Regions from separate parts of the Mus musculus genome. Here regions 1, 2, 3 and 4 are each linked to region 5. A link is a contact called in public HiChIP or PLAC-seq, capture Hi-C and promoter capture Hi-C data. All regions are on one chromosome and are shown on one strand. Each heading gives the region's core, a stretch centred on a gene start, on an enhancer-like site or on the middle of the called end of the contact. The rest is flanking DNA. Distances are from core to core; before and after follow the strand shown.

Region 1 (2,791 bases), core at 82-2,581, 1.1 Mb after region 5:
TAGCAATTGGAAGGTAGAGACGGGTCATCCCTTGGCTACATGGTGAATTTGAGGCCAGCCTGGAACCCAAGAGACCTTATCTTAAAAATTATGATGATGGGGGAGGGAAGAAGGAGGGGGAGAGGATGTATGAAACCCAGGGCTTGTGTATGTAGGCAGGTGCTACACTGAGCCACCTCCCCTCCCGGGCTCCTTTCACCTTATTTTAGAGCACATTCCTTCTTTTTAAAGTTGCTACATGTTGCTACAAGGGTAATTCTAGCACTCCAGTCTCGGAAAGGCTGAGTTTGAGCCAAGTATGGTTACATAGTCAGAACTGCCTCAAAACAAAAACTGGCTAGAACCAGTTCCAGAGGCTCTGCTGCCCCCTTTCTGTCCTCTGCAAACACCAGGCACTCACAGGGTAGATAGGCGTATGTTGGCAAAACACTCAATACATAAAATAAAAATAGTTTAAAAAAAAAAGAGAAATGTAAAACAAACGTTATGTTATGCCAGCCTCATGCAGACTGCATGGATTGCAACAGGAAGCCATGCCAGTTGGTTGTGGAAACAACTTTAACTCCAGCACTCAGGAGGCTAGGAGGATTTCTATGAGTTTGAACTCAGCCTGGTCTATATATAAAGTTCCAGGACAACCAGAACTACATAGAAGAGTGATCCTGTATCAAACGGCAGGAAGAAAGGAAAGACAGAAAGAAGATGCATGTTAGGAAAGTGACACACCCTTAATCATGACACTTAGTGAGAACGGCATATGGATCTCTGAGGTCACTCCCAGCCTGGTCAACAATGAGTTCCAGGACAGCCAGGGCTACTTAATGAGAACTTGTCTCAATAAGTAAATAAGTAAACAAACAACAAAAACCCAGAAGCCCGGAAGTGCTGAGCAATGTTATACACACCATTAATCTCAGCAGAGGCAGGCCGATCTCTGGGCAACCAGAGATACATAGTGACACCCTGTCTCAAAAACAAAAACAAACAAACAAAAAACAACCAACCAAAGGAGTTGGGCAAGTGCCTGGCTCACACCAATCCTTTAGGTTTGTGTAAATGCCTTCTGTGAAGCATGCTTGAGGTTCGTGACCCATTTTTAAGGATGCACACCGATCCTTAAGCTACTCCGGACCGTTCCTGAACTGCTAGAGACATAAGGTCTGTTTACTATGACACCTGTATAACTCTGGAGAGTCATGACTGCCTGTGGATGGTCATAAATACCTGCAATGAAGTCTCCGCTGAACTCCGGAGGCCAGAGATCTTCTACTGAAGTGGGCGTAGGAATATCCGCCAAAGAACTGAATTCCCCTGACCAGGGCAGACTAAGACTCCTCCTCCTTCTAGCCCCTCCCCTTTCCCCCTTCCTTCCCTCATTCCGTAAAAATGCGGCTGGTCTGTGCGTGGCTGTTTGCTTCTGTTTCTAACCCGAAGGCTTTCCAGACTTAAGGGTCAATTCAAAGACGCCAAGGTTTTAAAGTGTCTAATTGTAACTATCCTCTGAAGAAAACTAAGGCCTCTCACTCAGTTGAAAGGAACAGAAGCAGACAAACTTCAAGTCCTGGTGTCGTGGGTTATTGCAGGAGCAACACAAGTTTTACTTTTTAATATTTATTTTGTTTTGAGATAGGGTCTCTTACAGCCCAGACTTGGCCTCTAATTCACCTCTAATTCTGCTTTCATCAAAAAAAAAAAAAAAAAAAAAGAAATGCTGGAATCACAGGTGTGTGCCATCTTGACACAGTGATTCACACAGAATTGAATTCACGTGTGAGGGGTCTCTGCAAACACCCGTGCCAGCAGAGTGCGGATCAAAGATCCTTGAGAGGCCAGAAGAAAGTCTAGTTCAACAAGGCTCGGTTCAAACTTTGACACCTGTTAGTTTATTTATTTTACGTATATTTAAGTACAGCACAGTTGCTCTTGGTGAGGGAAGCTAATTGGTGATAATTAGCACAATCCTGTGTGCACAATAATAAAGCAAGGCTGCGCCGGGCGTGGTGGTGCACGCCTTTAATCCCAGCACTTGGGAGGCAGAGGCAGGCGGATTTCTGAGTTCGAAGCCAGCCTGGTCTACAAAGTGAGTTCCAGGACAGCCAAGGCTACACAGAGAAACCCTATCTTGAAAAGCAAATTAACCAAACAAACAAAAGCAGGACTGCATTGAAATTCTTTCTAAAGTACCTTTGACATCATCCATAAAGATGAGTATTGGAGATCGACTATGTGTGACATCATTGTAAGGGTCTGGGGGAGGGTCTGGTGTGGTCTAGTGCAAAGATCATCAGGGTATGGCTAACCACCCCTAGGACTCTAGCCTTCTGGGCAGAAAACTGGTTATACTTCTTTCACTTTGAAGAGACAGCCCTAGCTGTTTAACATTCCTGGTTTCCCTGATGCTCATAGGCGAGCACAAGAACTCCTACACCTGGTGCTCAACCTCTGAACTAAATTGCTGTGGAGGGAACCTGTTTTGCGCTTGAATGGCCCTGGGGGAAGCATTGAGGAGGTTCTGAGGGTCCACTGGTGAGGCGACTTGACTGATATTTGCCTAGATAAAACCCTCTCCCAGGTGGGAGGATTCCTGGAACAGGCAGATGTCCACACAAGAGGGGGAAACTTGAGGATCTGGGTTCCTATAGCACACACTGTTAGGCTTTGCCTTCCTAGGGATCCTGAAGGCCCAGCCTAGGAGAAATCAAAGCTCAGCAGGCTGGTAGGCTCAATCTTCCACCCTATGTTTTAGGGACCTCTGAGATACCTCCTTTCTCGAGTGACAAAACTGAGAGGA
Region 2 (2,700 bases), core at 14-2,513, 1.1 Mb after region 5:
TGCAGGTACTGCACACACATGGTGAACAGTCATGCATACAGAAGAAATGCCTATACACACAACATAAGTAAATTTTACTGTTTTTAAAAAGTTGCATTCTGTAGTTCTGAGCTAATTTCCTAATATGCTTTTTGTTCTTCTCATTTTGTTGCTTCCTGACTCTTGCTAGCAGATCTGTAGTCACTGGAGCTCAAAAATGCATCCTTACCTTTGGCAAAGTACTGAAGGCTAACAAAGGTTAGCTTTTTCCTCTGGGCACCATGATTTGCATATTCTCTGTACCTCAGAGGCCCTTGTGAAAAAGGCTATTTGTAAGTGGTAGAGTCTTTGGAACAAAAGGCTTACTGAGAGGTCATTGAGGACATAGGTTGATAGAAGAAGGTAGAGTATAAAACCAAATCCCAAGCCAGGAGGTGGTGGCATACATCTTTAATCCCAGCACTCTGGAGGCAGAAGTAGAGGCAGAGGCAGGCCTGGTCTACAAAGTGAGGTCTAGGTCAGCCAGGACTCCACAGGGAAACCCTGTTTCAAACAAACAAACAAACAAACACCCCCCTCCAAAACAAAACAAAACAAAACAAAAAAACCAGCCAACCAACCAAACAATAAACCACAGCCTCCCTCAAACAAAAAAACAAAACAGATCAAAGTCTATTGATATACACACAATAAAATATGTGGAGAAGTCAATTTGCTTGTATGATAAATATAAAATTACTTTTTAAAAAAGGCACTATGGTACCTCAGCTCTTCTTCATTTTTTGTTCCTTGAGACATGAGCAATTTTCCTCAGCCATATGCTCTCTCTCTCTCTCTCTCTCTCTCTCTCTCTCTCTCTCCCTCTCTCAACATAATCAGGCTGACATCACAAGCTGCAACCTCAAAAACCATGATCCTAAATAAACCTTCTCACTTTGTAAGTCCATTTGTCTTGGATATTTTGTTACAGTAATGGAAATATGGAGAAAGCAAACATTCTTTGAACTGTGTGTACGTAGTATTGTAGCATCTAGTATTTTATTTGTCCTAACTTCAGGCAAAGGAGGCAAGCAAAGCAGAGACTCACCCATGTCATTGTCAGATGAAATAAGCAACTGAGGATTCGAAGCCTCCAGGGGTGAGTGATGCCTTCAGGGATGTGTTCAGTCCAGAAGTGTTTGCCGACCACCCACAGCAGACTGCCCAGTGAGAACACAGCAACTGAACCTACAAGGAGTGTCAGGGCCAGAACCACCATGATGCCTCTACCTCAGAGAAGGCCAAGTATCATCTGTATCTGCCACAGGCCATGGAAGACGAAGCAGATCAGCAGTGTCTTATACATTACCAGCTTCCCTCTCCACCTCCCTGCTTCCTGTAAGCACTGTCCCCGCCCAGTCAAGATGTCACAGATCCAAGGGGAGGGTGTTGTTCCTGGCCAGGGCCCATACTGAGGAGAAAGTGGTTTCTATAACCTTATTCAGATGGAAGGAGATCTCAGAAGCTCCTATTTGAATCCTGGCATCACTACTATAGATAGGGCGTTGGGTAAGCCAAAAAGTTACTGTAGTCACTAGACACTTGCCCTTTGATCTTACTGCCCACACCCTAATTCTAGTCTTGCCACACTCGTTATTCCTCAACTAGATGAGGAGGCCCCAGGGCCTTTGAGCTTGCTGTTTTTCTATGCAACCCCCTCCCACCAAATACCAGACCTTAACTGGACTCAATTCTTCCTATTCTGCCTGTAGCTGTTCAAATGTCATCTTCTGCCTAGTTAGATATTTAAAATGGCAGTACCCACTACCAATAGACCCATGTCCCGGTCCCATCATACTGCTTACTTCTCATCTGTGGCTTTTATCGTCACCCAGGATGCCTGTCTCTTGACTGTAGAACACACTTTTTAAATATAGAATTGTTTATGTTGCTCTTTTAAGATGTATTGATTTATTTTTATCTTATGTGTATGAGTATCTTGCCTGCCTGTATGTCTGTGTGTCATGCCTTTCTGATGTACGGGATACCAGAAGAAGTCTTCAGATCCACTGGAATGAAGTTACAGATGGTTGTGACCTACCATGTGGGTGCTGGGAATTGAATCTATGTCCTCTGCTTGAGCATCTAGTGATCATAACTATTAAGCCATCTCTAAAAAGTTCATCTCTAAAAGCTAGCTCTGAACTTTGTGGCTTTAAGCCTAGAGGCTGAATCAGGGTCTGGGTCACTCTCAGGGTTATGCCAATGTCCACTAAACTGAGGGATTGATAAAGAGCTTTTTTTCTCCATTGTAAAACAGAGACACTTGAGTATGCTTGCTTTCTAGGTCAGGTGAGAGGTTAAGGCAGTTTTAACAGCTTTTTCTAGCAAGAAGTTCCTATATAATCATACCAATGTGGGCATGTGTCCCATATCCTGCCTCCTTGTGGTGTTTGGCTTTATTGTGAAATTAACACAACTTAGAATCAACTGAGAAGAAAGTCTCCATTAGGGATTGCTCACACTAGGTTGGCCTGTGGCCACAGCTGTTCAGGGTTGTCTCAATTAATTTAGTTGATGTGAAAAGATCCAGGCCACTGTGGGTATCACCATTCCCTAAGCAAGGGGGTCCTGACCTATGTAAGAATGGTGAAATGAAGATGAGCACAAGGAAGTAAGCTGTCAAGTATGCATGCATGAATTCCTATGTGTCTGTGAGTGTAATGTGACTAGTTGTTTGAA
Region 3 (2,700 bases), core at 73-2,572, 1.4 Mb before region 5:
GGCTCTTCATCCAGGGGTGGGGCCTTGTGAGTCCCCACCCACTTTGCATGCCTTGTGTTTTCATAGGGAGGGATGGAACTCAGGTTCCTGCACTTGCAGAGCAAGTACTTTAGGAGCTGAGCCATCTCCTCGGCCCAATTGCTATCTTTATAAAACAGGAATTTGGATCTAGTTTCCAGAGAATAGAAGCTTTCTGGTAAATGGAGACCAAGTGGGGAACACATTTGATGACACTGCCCATGGTGAAGCCAGGGACCACCACAGTCTCTCGGGGTGGGGGGGGAGGTGTCAGAAGACTGTGACAGATCTAAAGAACATTCTCCAAGGCCCAACACATGCCGCACTGGGAAACAGGGCCTGTGATGGCCTTCTGTCCGTATGCTCTGTGACGTCCCAGATGCCCTCTTCCTATCTGTGCTCGGGCTCCACTCTGACTGTGGTGTTTCTACGCTTTGACGGGCTTGTCCCAGAGTCCTACCTGGCTTTTCATGCTCTCAATCTCCTTCTGCCTGAGATCGTCGCCTTCATCCACGCCCTGGAGCTTCGGGTCACACCTGTTACTCTGCCTGGCTGCGGCGACAGCGGCTGTCTCTGACAACCTTTGGCTCAGGTCGGCCACCTCAGCCTGCAGGTTCATGATCAGAGCGTCTTTATATTTGGACTCCATTTCAAAGTCAGAGAGCCGATTAACCTCTCTCCCCAAGAGCAGAATGATCTCGTCCTGTGTGGGGACAAGAGGGAGGCTTGGTATGGGTGTGGGTGGCAAGCTGGGCCTGTTTCTACAATCTAGGAGGAACTGGGTGTCACTAAGGGAAAGGCAGGTGAGGGGGAGAGGGCAGGCAGAGGGCCTGGAGAGAAGAGAGTTGGGCTAGAACCACATATCCGTACCTAGATGCTTATAATGGAGTCTCCCAGGAATAGAATCTCTTTTTTTTACCCAGAAAAAAAAATACTTTCATGTGGTAAACCACAGCCCCCTGGGAATGTCAGAGGACATTCTGCACACTCCCTTACAAGGCCCATGTTCAGGGTGTTGGAGACCCAGCACAGGTAAATGGATTGGGATACATGGGAATGCACTCTGACCATCAAGAGGACATTATTAGTTTAATAGTTTTTATGTATTCTGAAGAGGTCATTTCTCTCTTTCTCTTCTTCTGGGAGTCCCTGTTTCCCTCTGTCCGCCTCAGGGAAAATGTACTCAGCGAACAGAGTTGAATCAGGAAACAGAACACTGAATGCTTGTGAACACTCGGGTGGGTGGGGGGGTGGGGAGCTGTGGGTGGAGTTCCCCACGGGTGGAGCCAATGTACCTCCTCACTAGGAAAACACGGGAACCAAGACGTCTCTGTTTCTCCAAAGCTGGAACAGGTACCCTGAACCTCTCAGAGTGATGGAAAGACGGGAAAAACTGAATTCTAGCTGTGTGCCTGGGGAAACAGATGGTGTCACGGGCACGAGGAAGCCCACGGGCGTTGCCAAGGACCTCTGGGTCCTTGTGAATGTCTGTTACAGCTCTTCCAGGAGACTCTGTTTCTTTTGTTCTGTATCTTCAGCATTTTACCCAGCCTCATCCACAGCGAGCCACCCTGGGCCTCCACACTCAGCAGCACAGAATTGATTATCTTTTTGTGCCACAGAGATCTACTGGGCACCTACTGTGTGCTGGGCTCTGCACTGGATGTAAACAAACCTTCAGGTACAGTGTCCTGCCGTGGTTTTCGTTCTCTCTGGTGCTGTCCCTGGTCTCTATGCCCTCCTTAAGGGAATGTCATCTGCTCCTTCCGGGTGGCTTTGGTAAGAGTGGATGTCAATCAAGTAGCTCACTTCCTGTCCTTCCTGCTCCTGTCCCTGTGACCCAGGCTGGTCAACCAGTTGTTTCTGGTGTGGATTTTGGGTCGGGGCAGGGGTTCCCCCCTCTCTTTGTATCATGGACTTTAAGTACAGAGCTTGACCATAATCATCCGGTCAGCACAGGGAGCTAGCCTGCTGGGGACTGTCAAACTGCAGGAAAAACAAAGAGTAGAACAGGCAATGGGGACATTCCAATGACATCCCTGAAGATCCTGGATGTACCATGCCTGAGGCTTGATAGCCTTTCTTTTTTCTTTTTTAAAACTATTTACTTGTTTTATGTTTATAAGCATACTGTAGCTATCTTCAGAAACAACAGAAGAGGGCATCAGATCCCATTACAGATGGCTGTGCGCCACCATATGGTTGCTGGAAGAGTAGTCAGTGCCTTTAACTGCTGAGCCATCTCTTCAGCCCCGCTTGCCAGCCTTTCAATAAGACTAGCTAATGAACATTTTCCACCCCCATTGTTGACTGCCACTTGTCCTTGAAGGTGCTTGGGAAATCAGGGCATAAAAGGTTCAAAACAGCAAAAACAATTCGGTTTTCACTTTGTTCCCACCTTAATAGGAGTTACGACGACAGCGGTAGATCAAATGTGACAAAAACTTTGTGGCTTTTGTCACTGAGTGGTATCAATGTCTACTGTCCACCAAGCAAGTCTGTGGCTCCAGGGGATGGATGGAAGCTAGCAGAGGTCACAGTACAGAGTGAGCTCTGAGTAAGCTGTCGGGATGCTGTGGTATCTGCCCTGGGGACCTGGGGGCTGCTCTGCTGGGGAGACACTGCACGAACAGGGCTTGCCATTTCCCCATCTGGCTGAAGGCCCAGACCTACGGCTGCTAC
Region 4 (2,783 bases), core at 272-2,771, 1.2 Mb before region 5:
GAGCCCTTGGTTCACTCACCAGCAACACACAAACCGGATGTGGTGGTTCACACCTGTAATTCCTGAACTTGGGAGGTTGCTGGCAAGAGGGTTAGAAGTTCAGGTTAATCCAATGTTACATAGTGAGTGACAGTTCCATCTACAAACTGGGCCCCGTTCATAGGGCACAGCTGCACTGGGCAGCAGGCGTCGAGTTCTTAGCTTAGGCATCACCTGATGGACCAGAAGTGCCAGTTCTGGGTTCAAATCCAGACTCTGTGGTTTCTAGGCAATGGTTTACTCAACAATAAATGGGGATAATGGCTCCTGTCCAGGAGTGACAATGCCTGGGCTTGCACATGGGCTGGCCACTGCTGTAAGCACTCTGCAAGTATTAGCTCATAAAATCTCTCAAGTGACAGATGGTGCTGGTGTCTGTCCCTTGAGACCTAGTGTGCACAGCCATACCAGAGTATACAGCAGGGCTCCCACTCGTGCTCCAGGTCCTGGGTCCTGAGTGCTCCAGGTTATCTATCCCTCTCCATGATTTTCCAAGGCCGTCCCTAAGCCCCATAGGTATCTGACGAATTCCCAGCAGGGCTTGGCCCCAGAAGGTACTGACTAGATTATCAGTGTCAGTTTCTTCTGGAAGTTTCTAAAGTTGCCGACCCTGGCATAGCCCACCCTTCCCTCTTGTAGTTTCTTCTTTAGCACCAGGCACCAGGGCTATTTCTAATTACTCTGTGGCTCTCTGTTTTGCCATTTGCTGGATCCTTGGCTTCTGGAACAGTGTGGGGAACAGAGTGGGTGGCCAGTGAATATCTGGGGAGTGAAGGACAATAGGACCAGTGAGCTAATCTCATGCTCTGTGCAACCCACTGAGTGTTACTCTGACCCCTGGGCAGACAGCACTGTGGAAAAGACCCAGGGAAACAAAGACAGGGAGAAGACGGCTCTCCTCCACAGAAGGCCAACACTGCACACAGCTGAGCCACCATTAGGACCTGCCCAGCCCCAGCCTTTGAGGCTCACATCCATCCCCAGAGCTGAGGGACCCTGAGCCACTCCATTATAGAGGTTCTTGTGCAAAGTGGTAGTCCTGGGTCAGAACCCCCTGTGAAGGGAGAGAGGGCCTCCCTCCTCCACCCACCCCTCCCCCAGCCTCATGAAATCCTCCTTTGTTTGAACAAGATACTGAGAGTAAACATGTTTTACACGCTCTTAGGGTTGGCATTTTCTTGATGGCTGTTGGTTGTAAGGTTGTGTGCAGGAGAAGGAACCTGGGGCCTCTCACAAGCCAGACAAGCCTTGGCCTCTGAGCTGTCGTTCAGCCCTAGCTTTTGGTTCATAGCCATAAAAGTTTCATTAGGACCTCAAGAGCCTGGCCAGTGGGTGGGTGTTAACACAGCTCATTGCACAAGGGCTGGAAGCTCAGCCCTTGAGTTCTTATCTTTGATCCTCCAGTCTCCCCCAGTAAGGTGCATATGTTTCCCCCAGTGTCCAGCCAAATGGTTAAACACAGCGCTGCTTGGAGGGTCTGAGATGCCAGGGAGACAGACTGGGGTAGCTGTTTCCCAGCAACCATTATCTCCAGGTTAATGTGTAGCTCAGGATAAAGTAGAAGTCGAGAGTTGGAGTCGAAGTGGGACAGACCGGCTAGCTGCTGGCACTGCCCTGTGATGTACTATACACGTGTGGCCTGCTGCAATTCCTAGAGACCTGGTCCCCTACCAACCCACCCACCCCATCCCCAAACCTGCAAAAAACAAATCTGTGGGGCCAATTAACGGCATGTTTACTCCAAGTCCTACCCGGGACAGCTTGCTAGGTGATCTGTCTCTTGGGTGACAATGTTTTGAGATGAGGATCAGATCATCAAATCTCTGTACCTTCCCACGCTGGGCCTGGGCCTGGGCCTGCGGATTCGCCCTCTTCAACTTCTCTGAGGCTGTGAGGCCTCTAGCAGAGACCAGAGAAAATTCAGTTCTCCAATCCCATCCAGCAGAATCCTGGCCACGGATGATGGTACTGCAGGCAGCTGGCTGGTCTCTCAGGTACCCGGGGCCATGCCCAGCCCAGAGCCTGGAATGAGCTATTCTAATTAGCACTGGCAACTGGTCTAGGTAGAAGTTCTATTATTATGCCAACCTGTGTGTGTGTGTGTGTGTGTGTGTGTGTGTGTGCGCGCGCGCGCGCGCACGCAGTTGCCTGTATGTGTGCAGGTATGTGTGGAGGTGCATATATGTAGAAGCTAAAGGACACCCAGCAGGTGTCACTCCCCAGGATCCCCGGGGTCTTCTTCTATAGGCCTAGAACTTTCCAAGTAGACCATGCAGGTTGTGACTGGTCAGGGACCCACCTGTCCCCATTTCCCCAACACTGCAATAATGAGCACTTCCACTTCCACTTGACTTTTTAATTCTAGGATTGACCTCAGGTCCTTGTTCTTGCTTTGCAAGTCCCTTCCTGACTGAGCTATCCCTCCTGTCCTCACTGTACAAGTGAGGAGACGGAGTCAGGGGACGACGTAACTAACGAGCTCAAAGCCACACAACCAATTAATGTTGGAGGTGGGATTTGAATTCCAAAGTCTAATGGAGCCATGGGCCACCCAGCAAGGCCCAGGACTCTGAGCTCAGAGGTGTGGACCACCATGCTCCATGCTCAGTGTATGTTGTGCGAGGGACAGAACCGGGGGCTTTGTGCATGCCAGACAGGTACCTTACCAATTGAGCTACATTGCTGGGACACTCTTCACAGCTCTTGCCAGCCTGGTAAAGAGCCTCATCCTGACTATGTCCATG
Region 5 (2,700 bases), core at 175-2,674:
ACTCTCAGTGTAGGACTGCAGCTAGCCAGACCCCTTGACAGGAAGACACCTGAACACATTTAAACCTACAGCTCTGCCAGCCCAGAACAGAACCTGAGGCTGAAAGAGAGCAAGAATATTCTTTTCAGGATGCTTTTGCAGAGTTTAGAGTGGTGGCACATGCTCTTTCTGGCTGCCTTCTTGCATCCTTAACAACATCAATGTAGCTAAGGTACTTTCACCCACCCTAGTCCTTTCTTACCCTATACTGCCTCTTCAAAAGGCAGAGCCCCGGAAACTGGGAATTGCAAGACATTCTGTTGACCTGGTGAGAATCGGAACACAAGACAGGGGCTGTAGGTCTAGCTTGGTGGCCAGGGTGTGTGCAAGGGAAGAGCGATTGAGGGGGCCCAACACCCAGCCCCTCCTGGAACTCATGCAAGTTCTTGGGCCTTTGGCTCTGTCCCAAAGGCTCAACTGCCTGATCCCTGGCTCAGAGGCACCAACTGGCTTCCAAACTGGAAAAAGAGGTCATCCAACTCCCTTCCAAACTGGGAAAAAAAATACCCAGACTTAGCTCTGAGGCTTCGGAATAGCTGGCTCCACCAATCCCCAGCAGTGCCAGGGGATGGGGCAGGGTCAATGGGGGCCAGTAACTGACAGCTGTTCCGTGGGTTATTTTGGGCCAGGGGCTGAGCTTCTCGGTTCCAGGGTGTTAGGATTAAAATAGCCACCTGCAGGGCGATTTGCCTGTAGCAGTGTAGGGGCTTTTCCAAAAAGCAAACATTCAAAGCCCGGCAGAGGAGTAGAATACGGGGTTGGTTTGAGGAATGGCAGGGAAGGAATTCTATCACTGTCTAAGACCAACCTCACCTCTGAGGAGCTGGGCTCTAAGCGTTGGCATCTCTCTGACCAGATCACTTTCCTGGGCCATCAAAATGAAGGGTTGATGGGGAAAGAAGGGTTGGTAACTCCTAAACACAGCTTCTGGCCTTCTTCAGTCCTCAAAGGGAGCGGTGAGATGTCCCCACCCTTGCCTTTTCACAGATGGTTCCACAGGAGTTCAGGGGGCGCTTGGAGGCTCTGGTTGCAGGTCACCAAACTGCCCCAGTACCTCTTGCTTTGGCCTTGCTCAGAGCTACAGAAGATTCGTGTTGGGAGGATAATCAGTTCTATCTCCAAGCTCAGGACCAGCATGGAAAACGCTGACTGGCCCTGGCTATCCTTCCAGTCACAGCGGGACCTTGGCAGCCACCCGCCTAGCTCACACCCTCCTCCTGCAGGAGGTGGGGCAAAAGCAGGTGGGAGGAGGGGGTCGAAGGGGAAGCCCAACCATCCTGGAGCCTAGCCAAAGCTCAACTTCGCAGCCCCAGGCGGGGACTTGACAGCCTGCGGGCTTTGTTCAGGACTTCGAGTTAGAGTGACCTGGGACCCTTTGGCAGAGATGAGGGTGGCGCTCTGGGCGCATGCCCCAGACACGCCCCATGGAAATCGCTCCAGGGATCCGTCACTGAACTTAGTCTTGAGCACCGCTGGCCAGGTCTGTGCGACAGGTCCCACTTCCCCGCCCGAGTGGGGTCGCTCTGGGCTCCCTCCACGATCTCCACCTGTGCTTTTGAATGTTCCAGAGGGTCAGTTTCCTGTGCGGGTAAATTCTGCGCCCAGCACCTCTCATCTTCCTCCTCCCTCCCCGCCTCCCGGACACCCCGGGTCGCTCTGTCCCCGCCGCACTCTCATCGCCCCCGCGCGCCCCGGCGCAGCCTCCCCGCCCTGCGCCGCTGCCCTGGGGCTCTCGGCGCCCCGGAGCCAGGGCCCCGCTGCGTCCTCCTTGCTGCGAGCTGAGTCCTCCGGAGTCCCCCGGGCCATGAGTCTCTGCGTTGCCCCCCGCCACCCCACGGGCGCTGCTGCGGCGCTGGGGCTCGGTAGCCTCTTGGTGCTGCTCGGGCCGGGACGCGCGTGCCCCGCGGGCTGTGCTTGCACCGACCCCCATACCGTGGACTGTCGCGATCGCGGGCTGCCCAGCGTGCCCGATCCCTTCCCCCTGGACGTGCGCAAGCTGCTAGTGGCCGGCAACCGCATCCAGCAGATCCCCGAGGACTTCTTCATCTTCCATGGAGATCTGGTGTATCTGGATTTCAGGAACAACTCGCTGCGCTCGCTGGAGGAGGGCACGTTCAGCGGCTCGGGCAAGCTGGCCTTTCTGGACCTGAGCTACAACAACCTCACCCAGCTGGGGGCCGGCGCCTTCCGCTCGGCGGGGAGGCTGGTCAAGCTGAGCCTGGCCAACAACCATCTGGCCGGTGTACATGAGGCTGCCTTCGAGAGCCTGGAGTCCTTGCAGGTGCTGGAACTCAACGACAACAACCTGCGCAGCCTCAACGTGGCGGCTTTGGATGCGCTGCCGGCACTGCGCACTGTGCGCCTGGACGGGAACCCCTGGCTGTGTGACTGTGACTTCGCTCACCTCTTCTCCTGGATTCAGGAGAACACATCCAAATTGCCCAAAGGTGAGCCAGAGGGTGGCTGGAAGCCAAGGCTGGGTCTGGTAGGGAACGCTGGAGGAATCCAGCACGGTCAGGATGTGTGAGGCCTCGTTTTGGGGCTCACCAGAAAGTCCCCTGAACGAGGACCCCTGTGGTGTAACTCCATAAGACCAGCTGTCTGAAAGTCTGAGATGTGTTGGCAACGAGTGTTAAAAGAACACACCCGGAACTCTCTCAA

Evidence for each region. Promoter capture Hi-C pulls out the DNA fragments that hold promoters and counts their contacts. HiChIP or PLAC-seq counts read pairs in DNA pulled down with a chosen protein or histone mark. Capture Hi-C pulls out chosen DNA fragments and counts their contacts.
Region 1: a contact with region 5 is called in an H3K27ac HiChIP or PLAC-seq map of embryonic stem cells, with 4 times the contacts expected there. The contact joins the promoter of Pramel13 here to the promoter of Lrrc38 in region 5. A contact is called at or near these places in 7 of 39 promoter capture datasets (the C10 cell line, cranial neural crest, embryonic stem cells and 3 more) and 3 of 115 datasets of contacts at active chromatin or transcription factors (all in embryonic stem cells).
Region 2: a capture Hi-C map of embryonic stem cells shows a contact between it and region 5, with 3 times the contacts expected there. The contact joins the promoter of Aadacl3 here to the promoter of Lrrc38 in region 5. A contact is called at or near these places in 5 of 39 promoter capture datasets (embryonic stem cells, hippocampal neurons, liver and 2 more) and 1 of 9 other capture datasets (embryonic stem cells).
Region 3: a contact with region 5 is called in a promoter capture Hi-C map of stem cell-derived epiblast-like cells, with 10 times the contacts expected there. The contact joins the promoter of Fhad1os1 here to the promoter of Lrrc38 in region 5. A contact is called at or near these places in 6 of 39 promoter capture datasets (the 3T3-L1 cell line, 3T3-L1-derived adipocytes, cranial neural crest and 2 more).
Region 4: an H3K27ac HiChIP or PLAC-seq map of extraembryonic endoderm stem cells shows a contact between it and region 5, with 6 times the contacts expected there. The contact joins the enhancer-like site here to the promoter of Lrrc38 in region 5. A contact is called at or near these places in 7 of 39 promoter capture datasets (the 3T3-L1 cell line, the C10 cell line, hippocampal neurons and 2 more) and 3 of 115 datasets of contacts at active chromatin or transcription factors (embryonic stem cells and extraembryonic endoderm stem cells).

The regions. Positions count from the first base shown.
Region 1 is chr4:144,407,133-144,409,923 of GRCm38.p6, forward strand. Pramel13 (PRAME like 13) reads right to left here and starts at 1,332. Exons shown (of 4, transcript NM_029948.2): 1 at 1,225-1,332.
Region 2 is chr4:144,462,493-144,465,192 of GRCm38.p6, forward strand. It overlaps Aadacl3 (arylacetamide deacetylase like 3), which reads right to left and starts at 1,264. Exons shown (of 4, transcript NM_001085503.2): 1 at 1,067-1,264. The coding sequence starts at 1,237.
Region 3 is chr4:141,981,670-141,984,369 of GRCm38.p6, forward strand. It overlaps Fhad1os1 (forkhead-associated (FHA) phosphopeptide binding domain 1, opposite strand 1), which reads left to right and starts at 1,323. Exons shown (of 4, transcript NR_040672.1): 1 at 1,323-1,371; 2 at 1,557-1,699. It overlaps Fhad1 (forkhead-associated (FHA) phosphopeptide binding domain 1), which reads right to left. Exons shown (of 32, transcript NM_177868.4): 5 at 479-721.
Region 4 is chr4:142,172,835-142,175,617 of GRCm38.p6, forward strand. All of the region lies in intron 5 of Kazn (kazrin, periplakin interacting protein), which reads right to left. Among named protein-coding and RNA genes, the nearest start is that of Kazn, 41 kb to the right of the region's middle. Within about 2 kb of position 1,522, at least 40 of the 459 cell types and tissues checked have an H3K27ac peak or open chromatin away from gene starts, as enhancers often do. A contact at or near this core is called in extraembryonic endoderm stem cells, where this site is marked.
Region 5 is chr4:143,348,326-143,351,025 of GRCm38.p6, forward strand. Lrrc38 (leucine rich repeat containing 38) reads left to right here and starts at 1,425. Exons shown (of 2, transcript NM_001162983.1): 1 at 1,425-2,486. The coding sequence starts at 1,844.